Linked DNA regions of Muntiacus reevesi: region 1 is linked to region 2. A link is a contact called in public Hi-C data. All regions are on one chromosome and are shown on one strand. The core of a region is the stretch at or near the end of the contact, and the rest is flanking DNA. Distances in the headings are between cores, read along the strand shown.

Region 1 (7,430 bases), core at 4,814-7,313, 380 kb before region 2:
TTGCTTTATACTTTGTCTTTTGATAACTGTCTTGTCTCCCTTATTTCAGGACCTGTTCAAATTTTCCTTCTCTCATGTATAGGCCTAGGACTCTTGCCATTAAATTCTGAACTTTAAATCTTCATCCTTTGTTGATTGTGGTGGTAAGTATTACTGCTCTGGGTAAAAGACTCCCTCTGTCAACTTCTTGCCCATAAAACTCCTACAGAACTGGACTAGTCTACCAGCTTTTCTTTCGGGTAAGAACCTCAGATGTTGAAGCTTCATTTAAGTAAAGTGCTGACTGGGGTTAGGAGGGACATGGTCTTCAGGACCCTTCGTCCTGTTTCTGGAGTACTATCAGAAAAAGTGAAAGTCGCTCAGTCATGTCCGACTCTTTTTGACACCAAGGACTATACAGTCCATGAAATTCTCTAGGCCAGAATACTGGAGTGGGTGGCCTTTCCTTCTCCGGGGGATCTTCCCAACCCAGGGACTGAACCCAGGTCTCCCGCGTTGCAGGCAGATCCTTTACCAACTAAGCCACATAGGAAGCCCAATACTATCAGAGTAAATGGCCTACTAGGAAGTGTTTTGAACAAGAGGTGGAGGAATTACTTCTCTCTCTTAAGAAACAGATTGTTTCCATGTGTCGAGTCCCAGGGTCTCTGAGACTGCAAAACTGGCAAATGTGCTCTTAGAGCAAGAGGATCAAGTTGTTGGGTATCATGAAAGCAATAACCCTTGTTCCCAGTCCCCACTCCAGATGGTAGCTGACTGAGGTGTCAAAATTCTTGGAAGGAAAATAATGGAGAAGTCATCTTGGTCATGAACTATGGGAGATTATGAGTGCAGATTCTAAAGTCAGAACACTTGTGTTCAAAACCAGCTCTACTACTTCTGGAAAGTTATTTAACATTTTTGTCTTTTTTTCCCCTCATTTGCAAAACAGAGATGATGATACTAATAGCTGCTGCCTCAAAGGACAATTGTGAGTTTTAAATGAATTATTGTGTATCATAAAAGTGGTAGATAATTGTTAGCTACTATTTTTTGTTGTTCTGTTTTTGGGGGATTTTTGGGCCAGATCTTGTGGCATATAAAACTTCTCTAACCAAGGATTGAACTAACAACCCCAGGAATGGAAGCATGGAGTCTTAACCACTCGTCTGCCAGGAAAGACCCTTGTTAGTCACTATTATTGGGCTAATTCAGAAAGACCTAGATATTTATAGAATTATACTTCCAGAGTACATATAACTTTGTTTATATCAGGGTGATGATGAATAAGAAAGGAAATTTCTAGATGTGCTTCAGTAAATTAAATAGTTGATTTTGTCTGTCAGTCTGTGTAATATTCCAGGAATATCCCAAAGACTTAAGAATAGAATTCTTTCAACTTCTTAGATAGAAGAGTAACTGTACAAATGTCTAGACAGGTTAATTTATTTAAGCCTAATCCAGCCCTTTATTCATAGTCTACTATCTCTCTAGCATCTCTAAGTCAGTCCTCAGAAAAACCTATTTTAAATCCTAGAGAGATAACGGGGACTTTTATCAACTTGGAGATTTGGATGATTCTTAATAAAGTTTCTTCTATCCTTGAATGGTAGGTTCCCTAGAACATCATGGATATTCAGAAGTGATTCACAGTTTTCTTTTCCAGCATCACTGTTCTGCTGATACACTACTTTAAAAAAGGAAGAAATAATACATTTTATTTAAAATCTTATCTTCTCTTTTGCTGTCACAAAAAGGGTGGGAGATTAGGTATTGTTTCATTTGGGGCTCAGACAATAGCCTCCTAAGACTGTTCACCTGTGTCCTGATCATGGGCCTTCCCATCTTTACATCAATATAATACATGCCCCCAACAGTGAGATAGGGGGCCACTCTTGACCAGAGGACCTTCTTAAGGAAGTGATGCCTGACATCATGGCCACTTTTGAGGCATCCCATAACTGTAAGATCTAATCAATGTTGACTGGAAAAATTTTAGGTCCAAATCCTGGGCTCCTCTTCTTTTTGTTCCCAAGATTTCAGTTCAGAGTCTCTTACACGCATAGCCTTTGAAAGTTCCCGAGATTCCTTCTTAAAGTAGTATGTGCCAAGACAGTAAAGAAAAGGCCCCAAGATAGACCAGGAGGAGGTAGATCTCGGGGGGAAATGCTGGTGAGGATTAGGTGAGGGAGAACATCTAGGAAATGACTAGCCCGGTGTGTGCCTGTGATGACAAAATGGATGTGCTAAACAGACAAGCTTTCTTCAAAGAATTTGAGCATTTTTAAAACAAATGCAAATATTTCTGTAACTGCCCAGTAATTCCTAAACTCCTTTTGGGCATATGCTCATACATACACATAAACATATTGGTTTAGAATTTTAGGACTGCTGAATATCTTTAAACCATTGAGTAATGGTTTTTACTTAAATACTTTTGGTGGTTTGTAATATTTTCCACTTTGTTAGGAGTTTTGCCAGAACTAACATGCAAGTAGAAACAAGTTATGGAAGGCGCCACACCTGCTTAGAAAAGAAGTAACTCCTTCATTCAGCAACAAAGCAAACTGATCATAAAAGACAACACCTGAAGAGCTCGTTGGGCTAACCGTGATGCTTTCACAGACACCTCCCAGCTTTATTCCTCATACTTACATGAGGTCACTTTTAGAGTGACTTTAAAAATATGCTCTAACAATTCAGAATCACCAGAGAATACAGTATTGCAGTTAACCTGAAAGAGAAAGATAGTTTTAGGATGGAATGTAAAATTCTTGTCCTCATGCTTTTCAGTGAAAACCTAAGATTTTCTCTCCTTGGCAATTTGTAAGGGCTGTTGGCATTCAGGATGTGGAGAAGTGTTGAAGATGACGTATGTGTATGACATGCTGCTCTTTTGGAAGAGGAAATATAATTAAGAAAATCAACCGTTCAACATTATTAGGAATCTCCACCTTAATGATCTGAGACATAACAAATACATTTATCTGAAATCCACTTGACCTAAATCCATCCATTCATTCAACATTTATTAATGTCTACCACATGGCAGGCACTGCTCTTGGCACCAGGCATCAGTGAATCCTGTTTTCACACAGTTCACATTCTGCTGGGGAGAGATAGGCAATAAACCACAGGAAGAAACAGATGATGTATCAGAGGAAAAATTAAAAGGTTAAGAGGGTAGGGAACGGTAAGGATGCTATTTTGTGAGGGTCATAATAATGAAGATAGTGAACTTAGGTGGTTATATTTGAGCTGAGACCTGAATGAAGGGAGATTAGTAATGTGACAGTAAGGAAGAAGAGTTGACCCTGGATAGAGGGAATAGCAAGTGCAAAGTCCCTAAAGTAGAGATCTGCATGGCATGTTTGAAGAACATCAGAAAGGCCAGTGTGACTGGACTAGGGTGATGGAAGGGAAGAATAGGGTACTCAGTGAGATACCTGAAGCAGTTGCCAGGTATCCAATCTTACAGGCCAAGGAAAGGACCTGAGATATTTAAGTATGTTAAGAATCAAGTAGAGGATCCCCAGCAAAGAACTGACCTGGTCTGACTTACACAAAGGATCATCTGGTTACTATGTGCATCACAGATTGTAAGCAGCAACGTGGAACAACCCATTAAGACAGAACCACAAGAAAAGATAGCAGCTTGAACTAGAGGTGGTGCTAGGAAGTATTCAAACATATTTTGAATATAAGGCCAGAGATTAAAGTCAAGTAGGTGGTGCTATTGGTAAAGAGCCCACCTGCCAATAAGAGATGTGGGTTTGATCCCTGAATCGGGAAGATTCCCTGGAGAAGAAAATGGCAACCTACTCCTGTATTCTTGCCTGGAGAACCCCATGGACAGAGGAGCCTGGTGGGCTATGGTCCATAGTGTTGCAAAGAGTTGGAGTGACTGAAGCAACTTAGTTAGCACACATGCACCATATTTATGGTATAACTAGAATCTGCCATCCAGGCTTCTGATGACGCATTCATTCCTTCACATTACACCAACCTCTCCCTGTCCCATGAACTCCATAATGTTATATAAACTATTATTCTTTTCAAGGAATATATTTGGAATGTTCTTGTTACAGAACCTAGCTGGTTGGGATCTATTTTGCAAACCATTAGATGCACGTGAAGGTGCTCTATGTAAAGCAACCATGAAGTTTAACCCTCTGGTGACTAATTCAGATGTGCGAGAGACAGCAATGATATTTAGACCTGCATTAAACAGGTAATATATACTGCTTCACAGTTACTGTAATGCAAAGACATTCTTTGACTAGGTGTGCTTAGCTAGGAAAATATTCTACCTGTTTATAGTTAGCAAACATTGAAAATACTCAATGCTTTTTCTTTGCTATGAATAAACATCTATCTGGTCCTTGACCTATCAGAATTTACCTTCCTCATAACTTTCAACAAGCCAAATATTGAATGTCCACTGTGTCAGGCACTTTACTAGACCTGGAAAACTAAAATGAACGGTCCCTTTTCATCAGATACAAAGACAAAAAGAGTTGAAAGTGACTTAGAAAAAGAAGCAAATTTTTCAAAAGTAGAAATACCTGTTGAAAATTATTGATCAGGTAATGCTGATCAATGTACACAAGTTTGAGCAAGCTCCAGGAGATACTGAAGACAGTGAGGCCTGCCATGCTGCAGTCCACCGGGTCGCAGAGGGTCGGACATGACTTAGCAACTGAACAACAGCAATGCTACAGTAAACAGAAAAACTAGATCTTCTTGGAATTGTCAGGAAAAGATTTCCTAAATAGGTGAGCCGGAGTTTTAAGAAAAGAATCAGACTTGGCAGGTAGAACATTCAGTATAAGGAAGATGCAGCGCAGGAGGACTAGAGGGTAGAAGCAAGTATGACTGGGCATGTGAGTCCACATCCAGGGGTAATTGGACTGGGTCATTGTTAGCAAAGGGTGGAGGAGGCAATTAGAGGAAAGCTGCAAACAGAAACCAGTAGTTCACAACTGAGGTCTCAAGAGCACTGAACGTGATCAAAACAAAGAGTGTGTGTGTGTGTCTCATTCATTTCCGACTCTTTGTGACCCCATGGAGTGTAGCCCACCAGGCTCCTCTGCCGACGGGATATCCGAGCAAGAAAACCGGAGTGGGTTCCATTTCCTTCTCCAGGGGATCTCCAGGGATCGAACCCAGGCCGCTTCTGCCTCCTGCATTGGCAGGCAGATTCTTTACCACTGCACCACCTGGGACAAATTACAAACGGGTGCCACTGAATACAAATTTTTAGTCATACTTCTCTCAGCGTTTATCAGTATTCGTCAACATGTTTACTAAGTACTTTCAATACGGAACCTTTTAAAGGGAAGACACAACATGGAAAAGGTTTTCAGAAGAAAACAATACAAAGAAGAAATTATGCATCGACTAACAGGAAAAGTTGAGAAAGGAGCAGTTTTCTATCCCTGCTTCCATGAGTGTGCTGAAAACAGCAGCGAAGTCGGGAAAATTGTTCTAGATAATGCCTTTATCTAATGCACAGTGTCTCTCCGTAGTAAGCACTCAACAATTTATGGTTATTCTTTTGACCTTAGACCTCTCTTAAGCACTTGAGATTTGGCTTTCTCGTTTTCAGAGGAAGAAACGGGTCACAGATGGTCTGCGGCTCCTGCCAGAGCCGACAAACCCCTTTCAAGAAGGCATCGACTATTTGTTGAACACACGAAGTAAACTCTTTCCACCGGGCCAGGCTCAGCGCCACCAGAGAACCCGCTTTGAAGGAGAACAGGATCGGACGCTGGACCCACAGGCGGGTGTTCAGCCAGAGCTGAGTGGGGCTGAGTCTCGACTTGCAACCTTAGTCCCATCCGCCGCCTGGGCCACACCCCCTCGGGCCCCTCCTGCGCTCGGAATCGCTCGTCTCACACTGCGCAGCAGTGTCCCGCCTCCGCCAACGCTCCGAACACGTCCCTTCCGGCTTAAGGCCCGCCCCACACGGCCCCACCCCACCAGCCTCGCCCATGGCCACGCCCCTCCGCGAGATCTGAGCTGGGTTCCTAGCGCCGGTCGGCGGCCGGTCCACCCACGACGCTCTGAGGTCACCCACTGGGCCGGGCTGAGGGGGGCGGAGGGACGGAGGGAAGATGGCTGCCGAGGCCGGATATTGGCGCCGCCTCCCCCAATCCTGGAGCCGGCGCAGATGAGGCGGCTCGGCTGGGTCCGGCGACGCTTGGGAACCGGAGCAGGAGGGACACTGGCGGTGGGGCCTGGCCTTGCTATATGCCGGCGCCTCGGCTAGAGTGAGCGGCGGCGGCAGCGCCTCTTTCCTCCGGCTCTTTCCCTGTCGCTGTGAGTCCGAACGGGTGGCGGGCGGCAGAGGCAGCGGGGCCGGGATGGAGGACGTTAACTCAGACGTGAACGCGGACCAGGAGGTGCGGAAACTGCAGGAGCTGGTGAAGATGCTGGAGAAGCAGAACGAGCAGCTGAGGAGCCGCTCCGGGGCCGTGCAGGGCGCCGCCTCCTTGGGGCCCGGCAGCCCAGTTCGGGCCGGCGCGTCCACTCCCTCCTCCGGCACGGCGTCTCCTCGGGGCTTCCCCTTGGGCCTCAGCGCCAAATCGGGCAGCGGGGCCGGGTCGGGCCCGAGGCGAACGAGTAGCGAGGAGCTGCGGGACGCCACCTCCTTGCTGGCAGCGGGCGAGGGCGGTTTGCTGGACGAGGTGGAGCCGCTGCGGCCCGAGGAGCTGGAGCGCCTGTCAGGCTGGGAGGAGGAGGAGGAGAGCTGGTGAGCGCGGGGCTCCGGGCCGGGGCAGGGCGGGGACGGGCCCCGGGGCGGAGAGCGTCTTCTGAGGGTCCCCCGGTAAGACACCTCGGTTTGTGTAGCGGGGTCCGCTTTCTGACTCATGGATTTCTTGCTTTGGCAGCGGTAAGGTCAGCGAGAGTTGGGGATTCGAGGCTGGCTAGAGGAACAGGGTTTGTAGCTAGTTCTTCTCTGGGTGGGGGACCCTCTGGGCTTCGGGCCCCTTGGGGTCTGGGGACTGGCACAGCCTAGGAAGGGCTGCTCGCCGTGGGAGGAGTCGGAGATGGGAAACTGTTTTTGTAGGAAGGGATCTTGCTTTGTGTGAAATCCTGGCTTTCGGATGGTGGCCTGGGCATTTTGGGTATCGGGGAGGGGGGTCTGTTTGATGAGGTGTCACCCGGTGCGGGGAGCAGACCGGGGTAATCGAAGTCCGCGCGGTGGTCATCGTTTTGGACCAGTGGGAGTTGGGTGCATTTCTGGTGGCAGTGGGGAAACCGTGTGAATCAGCACTCCCCCTTGAGTAGTGGGGTGAAGCTTGCTTTGTGTGAAGAGGGCAGAGGATGGTGTCGCTTTGTGTAAGAGTCAACGGTGGAACAAGAGCCCTGACTCTCATTTTTTAAACAAGAATTGGGTCTGGCGTTTTTCTAAGCTGTGAAGTGACAGTTTTCCATCTTTCATTTCT
Region 2 (7,498 bases), core at 4,008-6,507:
GAGTACGCTATTTTTCATCCACATGTACCACTCTGTCTATTTAAGGATCCTACTCAGAGGAACTTGTGGTGAAGACAAATTTCATCATCCCATCCTCAGTGCCTACATGGTACACAGATTAGGGAGCAGTTCTCAATAAAAACTTGCTGAATAAAAAGAGATTTCTTGCCTGATTAGCCCTACTGACTGCTTGCAGCTGGGCTTTCTATTTAGGAACTTTTGGAAAACATTTTTCCTTTCTGGGCTGGCTTAAAGAAGCACCCAGAACAACAGAATCTTATCACCCTCTTCATCAGCCTAAGTTGTAGCTCCCTTTTTACAATGAGCAACATTACGGGCAGAGTCAGACCTCTGCATGTGAACCGATCAGGAACAAATACCTTCCTGCATTCCTTCTGGGGCTACTACAAGATGTGCCGGTTGGCGGCCTCAGAGCAATTTTTAAGGCTCTCGAGAGATGAGAAGAATCAAGAAATGAGAAGAAACCGGGCTTACAGTATGTACTCCAAAAACATTTTAGGGTAAAGACACTTAAAGTGTTCAGGGACACATATTTTGACCATTTTTGAAATGATTGTGATTCTTATGGTCTATAATCATAGACTTTGTTTTGAACACAAAAATACTGGTAGAAGCCTTGTTTCTTAAGAACAGGTAAAAATAAATATAATTACCGAAGCTGAAGAAATTAATAATAATCATTTCATTATATAAAATAAAAAATAAATAAGGGTATAAAATTGATTACCTTTCTCCATTCCAGTAAACGTAACTAACTAAAATTTTCAAGTAAGACAGCTTAAGGCATTCCTATTTGAAAGTAATAAAAAAAAAGAAGGGGAAAAAACTGGAATTAAAAGTCAAACCATGATCAATAGCTATAATGTGATGAAGGCAATTTCATGGGGGATATTTAGTTTCTAAATTACACATTTTTTTCATAACAATATTTTACAATGAGCATGTGAAACTGGTGATAAGGAAAAAACTGGTTTTTCCTTTAAACACACATATACACTTTCCCCAAATAAAACAATATGAAAATTTTTTTATGGTTTTACAGAAGCTTTGGGGCTAATAAAACTGCTCAAGCACTTTAGACAATAGTAAAAGGGGCTGGGATGGGAGTGGGGAGGGAAAGTTCCAACTTTTGTTAATGCTTTTTACCAAAGTTCAAAATCTAATGAAGAAATACACATATAAGCAAAGCATGGCTTGAGCTGAAAAGGACTTTACAGGAGCAAGAGAAAAGAGCCATCACTTGGGATTAGAACAAGAGAGCTTGCAGACAAGGTAACATGAGCTGGGTTAGAGGGATGATCCCACTGATGAAGTAACAATAACTGAAATTCAGAGTACATGCTCTGCCCCTCAACCAATATTTTACATATTAAAAATAGTTCAAGTAGTGAATATACACCCCAAACATACTTTATTTTTTATTTTTAAAAAATATAAGATTTGCTACATAAAACAATGAAAACTTTCCTACATCACCTAAGTTTTTAACAATTCCACCATTCCTTTACCATTTTGGCATGAATCCTGTGTCCCTGTTACTATGCACCTGTTACTGCAATGAGACACACATTATCTTTTCCCAATGGATGATAATTTTGCATTTTCCCCATTAATCTCCATAACTTTGAGAGTGATGATTGTCATCCATTTCTACTTTATGTTTCCATAATACTCCTCAAATAAATGGATACTCAACAGATGTTTACAGATTAAACCTAGTTCTAATAATTGGGACAACAATCACCATCACGACAGATGTCTGCGGATCAAATACTATTAACAACTAAGTCACACTTTTGTACACAGAACAAAAAGCAACTAGATTAACATACCTTCCCCTAGACACTAAACCAACTGTTGGTCTTTGGTGTAACTTGTTCAGAAAGGTGTTTTTGTTTTTGTTTTTTTTTAAATAAGCCTCTCAAGCAGCCTTTACAGAATATTATCTTTTTCTGTCACGAAGACCTAAGTCAACAAATCCATTTACTGGGTACTAGAAATGTATTAGGTAACAGAGTGAATCTGCACAGAAATAGAGGACAGTTCTAGTTCCCAGGGATCTCAAGGGACACTTCACAATTCAAGAAAAGCCTTGGCAATGTGTATAATTAAGACAATGCGTTTAAAACAATGTGAAAAGCACACAGGAAATATATGTTCTCCAGGAAACACAACCTAGATATTTCAAAGGTAATTCTGAGTGCTTTCTTCATATGTAATCTTTTAAAAGTTCCGGAATTCTCTCCTTTATTGTTTAAATAAGCTGGTAAGTGAACAAAAATAGAATTTTGGAAGCTTGCTTTAATCTTCTACTTTCTATTATGAGATGGAAAGGAAGATTATGCTAGCAAGCTTGCCTGACATACTTATCAAAGGAAAGGAGAAGAAAGGGGAGCATTATGTGTACAATGCCAGATACCATCAAGATTACTAGGAAAGATCATGTGTTTTTATGTCTACACTTCCAAAATTCTATAGGAAGAGTAAAGCATCTCTCAGACATTATTCTCTGAAATTGACTTTTAGTTTCCCAAGTATAGTTTCTCTGCTGTTATGCTGAGCCTGTGAATTTATGTTATAATGCTTCACACCACTCATAAAGTTACTGAGCAGTTAATGAACACTTCGGAAAGTTGTTATATTGCTTAAACACACACACACACACACACACACACACACACACACACACACACCCAATCACTGGGCCAGAGGTTCCAATAAATTCAGTTTGAAGCAGTTAATGAACACTTCGGAAAGTTGTTCGGAAAGTTGTTATATTGCTTAAACAAACACACACACACACACACACACACACACACACACACACCACCCACCCCCCCCCAATCACTGGGCCAGAGGTTCGGAAAGTTGTTATATTGCTTAAACAAACACACACACACACACACACACACACACACACACCACACACACACACACACACACACACACACACACACACACACACACACACACCACCCACCCCCCCCCAATCACTGGGCCAGAGGTTCGGAAAGTTGTTATATTGCTTAAACAAACACACACACACACACACACACACACACACACACCACCCACACACACACACACACACACACACACACACACACACACACACACACACACACACACACACACACACACACCACCCACCCCCCCCCAATCACTGGGCCAGAGGTTCCAATAAATTCAGTTTTCTAAAGAAGCAGTTTTACAAAATAACTCAGAATGGAAGAAAAGACAGGATGGAATGCTATCTTTGATAATGAGTAGCCAAAAAGACACTACATAATAACACACCCACCGCAACTTTGTTTATAGGCTTGTAACTTGCATATGCAAGTACTCTACAAAGTATTGCACAAGAAGAAACTGTCAAAAATGAACGCTCATGAAAATATTCCTTTTCTAAATTAGGTTTCTAACAAGGATGTACTGTTTCTAAATGTAACTTCTTTAGCAAGTATTGACAGGTATGTGTATTAGTCGCTCAGTCGTGTCCGATTCTTGGCGACCCCATGGACTGGAGCATATCAGGCTCCTCTATCCGTGGAATTCTCCAGGCAAGAATACTGGAGTGGGTTGCCATTCCCTTCTCCAGGGATTGACAAGTACAGAATAGCACTAATGCTTAAGATGGAGGAGGAAAATTTTTCTTACGTTTATCAATAGTACAAGCTGCTGTTACTAACTATAATCTCAATGGGTTCAGTAGCAGAAACTAACTTTACGGAAGGTATCTGCTCGGCAAAATAGTTTAACTTTATTTCTATCAAAATTCTATTTTTTCCGCCTAATCCTATAGACCCTAGCAATCTGAAATTTTTTGTTTTGTTTTGCAATGTTTCTTTTTCCTTCCACAAGAATCTCCGCCAGTCAGTCGAGGTAACACTTCCCACAGTTCAAAGGTGAAGGCAAATTCTCTCTACAAAGAGCTCTTGCTCCTCATCAGCACCCCTCCCTTTTTTTTTTTCTTTCCAAATTATCTTGACCTAAGAGAGGTTAAAGCTCCCTTACAATGCAAATCCACAAAACAAACTATTTTAGGTGCCAGGAATGAAACTGGGATGGGAGGAAAAGTTCGACAGTGATCAAGAACCACTTCGTCCTAGAAGTGAGCCTTTCCAAAACGCAGGAAACGATGTTTTGCCCAAAGAACCTGCCGCCCTGAAGCCATAACTTCCATCAATAGGCAAAGAAAAGTTACAAAGACGAGCTCAGCACCCAAGCAGCCTGCGCGGGTGCCGAGACTGGAGAGCTGCAAAGATGCTCCCTGGCCCCGACGGGCGGCGGCTGCGGGGTCGGTGGGGCAGACTCCGGCTCAAGCAGGCACCGAGTCTGGGGGTGCGCCGCCGGCCCGGAGCAGCGCGGGCACGACGCCCGCATCCGCACCCCTCCCCACGGCCGCGAGCAGTGGGCGGAGAGACCAGAGCAAAGGAAAAGCAGGACAATGCTGGGCCCGGCTGGCGACTCTGCACTCTCCTCGGGCCCCAGCGCCCCTGCGCGCCCGGGGTCGCCAGCTGCCGCGCTAAGTTTGCTTCCCAGCCCTGCCTTCATGGCCAGGGCGGCAGAGCGGTGGCCGCCGACCTCCCTCCGCCTCGCCGCCTTCCTCCCCGCGGGGCGGCTCCCGCGAGTCCGCGAGGGCGCGGCGCGCGCGAGCAGAATTGGGCGCGCGAGGGGAAGGGGGCGCGCAAGGAACCAGCGCGCGCACCGGCAGCCGGGCGCGCGGGGGAGCCAAGCGCGCGGCGCTCCCCGAGGACCAGCTGCCGCTCCGGCGAGTTTTCGGTTGAGACGGGGGCTGCGGCGCGGCTTACTGTCCGTTACGGGTCTTGGCCCGGGCGGCGCAGCTTCCAACCATCCTGGCCCGCCTCCCGTCTCGGCCCCCATCAGAAAGCAGGCGAGGGCCAACGACCTCGTCTCCCGCCGGGGTTGTGGCCGCCGGCCGGCGGGCATCCAGGCGCCCGCCTCTGGAGCTGGAAGAGAAAGTGAAATGAAGCGCCTTTCCCCAGGCAACACCTACCCGTCCCCAGTCCAAGTGCAGCTGCCTCGCTCCTCAGGCGCCGCCGGTACCCGCCCTCGGGCCCCGGGCTCCGTTCTCTTGACAATGGCGCGTCCCCTTTAAGGAATAATCCGATCGGAACCGATCTGTGGTTAAACCTCCCTCCGACTCCAGATTTTAACCGGATTTCTCTCTCTCTCTCTCCCCAAGAGCCCGACGGGCGCCCGGCGGTGCTGCGAGCTCTTCCCACCTCTTCCCCGCCCCGCCCACTCCCTGGTCTTCCTGATTGGCGAGAAACACTACAACAGGAACAGCAGTTCTCACACCCCACTGGCCAGTGCAGCCGCCGCTCAGAGTTACCCCCGCCTTCACCCCGCCCCTTTTCCTGGGTTGGTCCTACCTCCGATCATTCTCTGTCTTCTACTCTGTCGTTGCTTTGGAGAACTGGCAGTCAAGGCTTACCCTCCCGCCTCCGGAAAGCGAACTTTATTTTTATTGGTAAAAGGACATCTTCCTGTGCAGCTGATTGGACAAGGAAGGAGTTAGTCTGCACGCCCCTTACCTATTATTGCTCTCTCTCCACGGGTTTGAGAAACACGACCGCAAAGTCCTCCTCCCCACTTTGCCTAGTTCAAAGCGCCTTTCCCATTAAATGTTGGTAAGGGTCGTAGACAAACTCATAGTCTGTATTGGGGAAAGACGAAAAGGGAGAGAAGAAAATTTCAAAATCTCCTAATGATTAATATATCAGGGAACTGGAGCTGGGATCCAGCGGAATCTCATTCTTCGGTCTACTGAATGGAGTGGTTAGAATGAGGAAGAATACCCGCATTTCTAGTACTCACTCTTGAGATGTAACCAACAAGTTTTAACTCACTGTCCACTCTACTCCTACTGTTGATCCCACTGGCATTTTGCAACCCCAAAGATCTTTAATAAAGGTATCTGAAAACCTAGAGGTGCCCTTGTTTGTTCCACAGTCGTTCGTTTAAATCGCTTCTATTTAAAGCTCCGTTTAATTCATGTCCTCTGTTGTTATCTCGGGTTTTTGACGAGATCTGTTACTCTTCTGAAAAGATTGAATAGATGCCCAGCCACCGTGCCATCATCCTCCAAACTTGAAGAAGTCCTTACCTCTTGCTAGAACTGTGTAGGGGGAGCCTGAGTTGAGCCCAGTTGGGCACCAGAAGGTTATTCCTTGAGAGAACTGGGGGAGTCTGGCACCAGAAGCTGCTAACCCTGCAGCAAAACCTCACGCATGGAAAGAGGAGGAATTCTTCGGCAGCCTGGTAAAGTCTGTATTAGGAGCTCCCCAGGTTCCCATGGGAACTGTAAGAACCGGAAGGGTTGTACCTACTAAGATTCGGTACTCAAGTGCTTTGGTACCTATCTATGAATGTTAGGGGGAAATAGTTAAATGTCTGCCTCCCTTTGCCAATAAACTTAGAGAGACTTTGGACCTCAGGATGTTTAGTGTATTTGCAGTGAGAGCCCAGCGGAAACAAGCGGTGCCAAGAAAGTGGCAGCGCTTGGCAGTACCCCAGAAGGGATTTAGGACCAGAAAGAGGGAGATAAACAGCAGTAGTAGATATGAATTTTCGGAGAGTTCAGGGGGGAAATCTCCTGGAAATACCCTAAATATGGAAGAGTGAGAAAAGGGAAACGTTGTGGGTGGTTTAGGTGTTTCTATTAGGGGCAAGAGACAAGGAAATAACCTGGATTATATTTATATGGCCTTCACAGGTATTTTTTAAAAATCAAGATCCAGGTTAAGTTTTCAAGTTCTTTGTAAATCTCTTGCTTTATGAGGCCAAGAATATTTTGTTACAATAGCACATTCGACTCATAACTCCAGAAAGCAGTCTACAGTAACCTCTGGATTCTTTTCCTTATACCTAACCAACCATGTTGAGATCATCACCTAACAAATGTAATTCATATTGTTTTTTCTCTATTTCACACTTGCCCACAATTTATTTATTACTTTTTTAGCCTATACACCCAGACTACTGGTAATAATACTGCTATTGGTATTTTACACTGAGGAAGAATTTAGAAAATCTACAAGCCTGCATATGCAGGTCATTCTTAAGAATGTTCTGTGTTATTGAACACAGCTCCAATTCTAACCCTGGAGGAATCAACAATTTGCCCTTTTCCCTTCAGAGAGACTTTATATTCCCTACATTTGTTTCCCATCTCTAAGCCAGATCCACATTCTTCAAAAAGAAATATTCCGGACTTCCCTGGTGGTCCAGTGGTTAAGATTCCACCTGTCAATGCAGGGGACACAGATTCTGTCTTTGGTCTGGGGAAATTCCACAGCCGAGGAGCAACAAAGTCCTTCTGCCACAACTGTTGAGCCCACAGCGCTGCAGCTACTGAAGCCTGCGCACCTAGAGCCCATGCTTGGCAACAAAGGAAGCCGTGGCAATGAGAAGCCCCCACAACACAACTGGCAAGTAGCCCCCTATTGCAGCA

What was found. A called contact is a pair of places that touch in the nucleus more often than the background predicts.
Region 1: a contact with region 2 is called in a Hi-C map of muscle, with 2.9 times the contacts expected there. The contact joins the promoter of SLAIN2 here to the promoter of FRYL in region 2. A contact is called at or near these places in 2 of 3 Hi-C or Micro-C datasets (blood and muscle).

The regions. Positions count from the first base shown.
Region 1 is chr22:47,202,943-47,210,372 of mMunRee1.1, reverse strand. It overlaps SLAIN2 (SLAIN motif family member 2), which reads left to right and starts at 6,063. Exons shown (of 8, transcript XM_065914151.1): 1 at 6,063-6,733. The coding sequence starts at 6,345.
Region 2 is chr22:46,821,207-46,828,704 of mMunRee1.1, reverse strand. FRYL (FRY like transcription coactivator) reads right to left here and starts at 5,257. Exons shown (of 64, transcript XM_065914184.1): 1 at 5,039-5,257.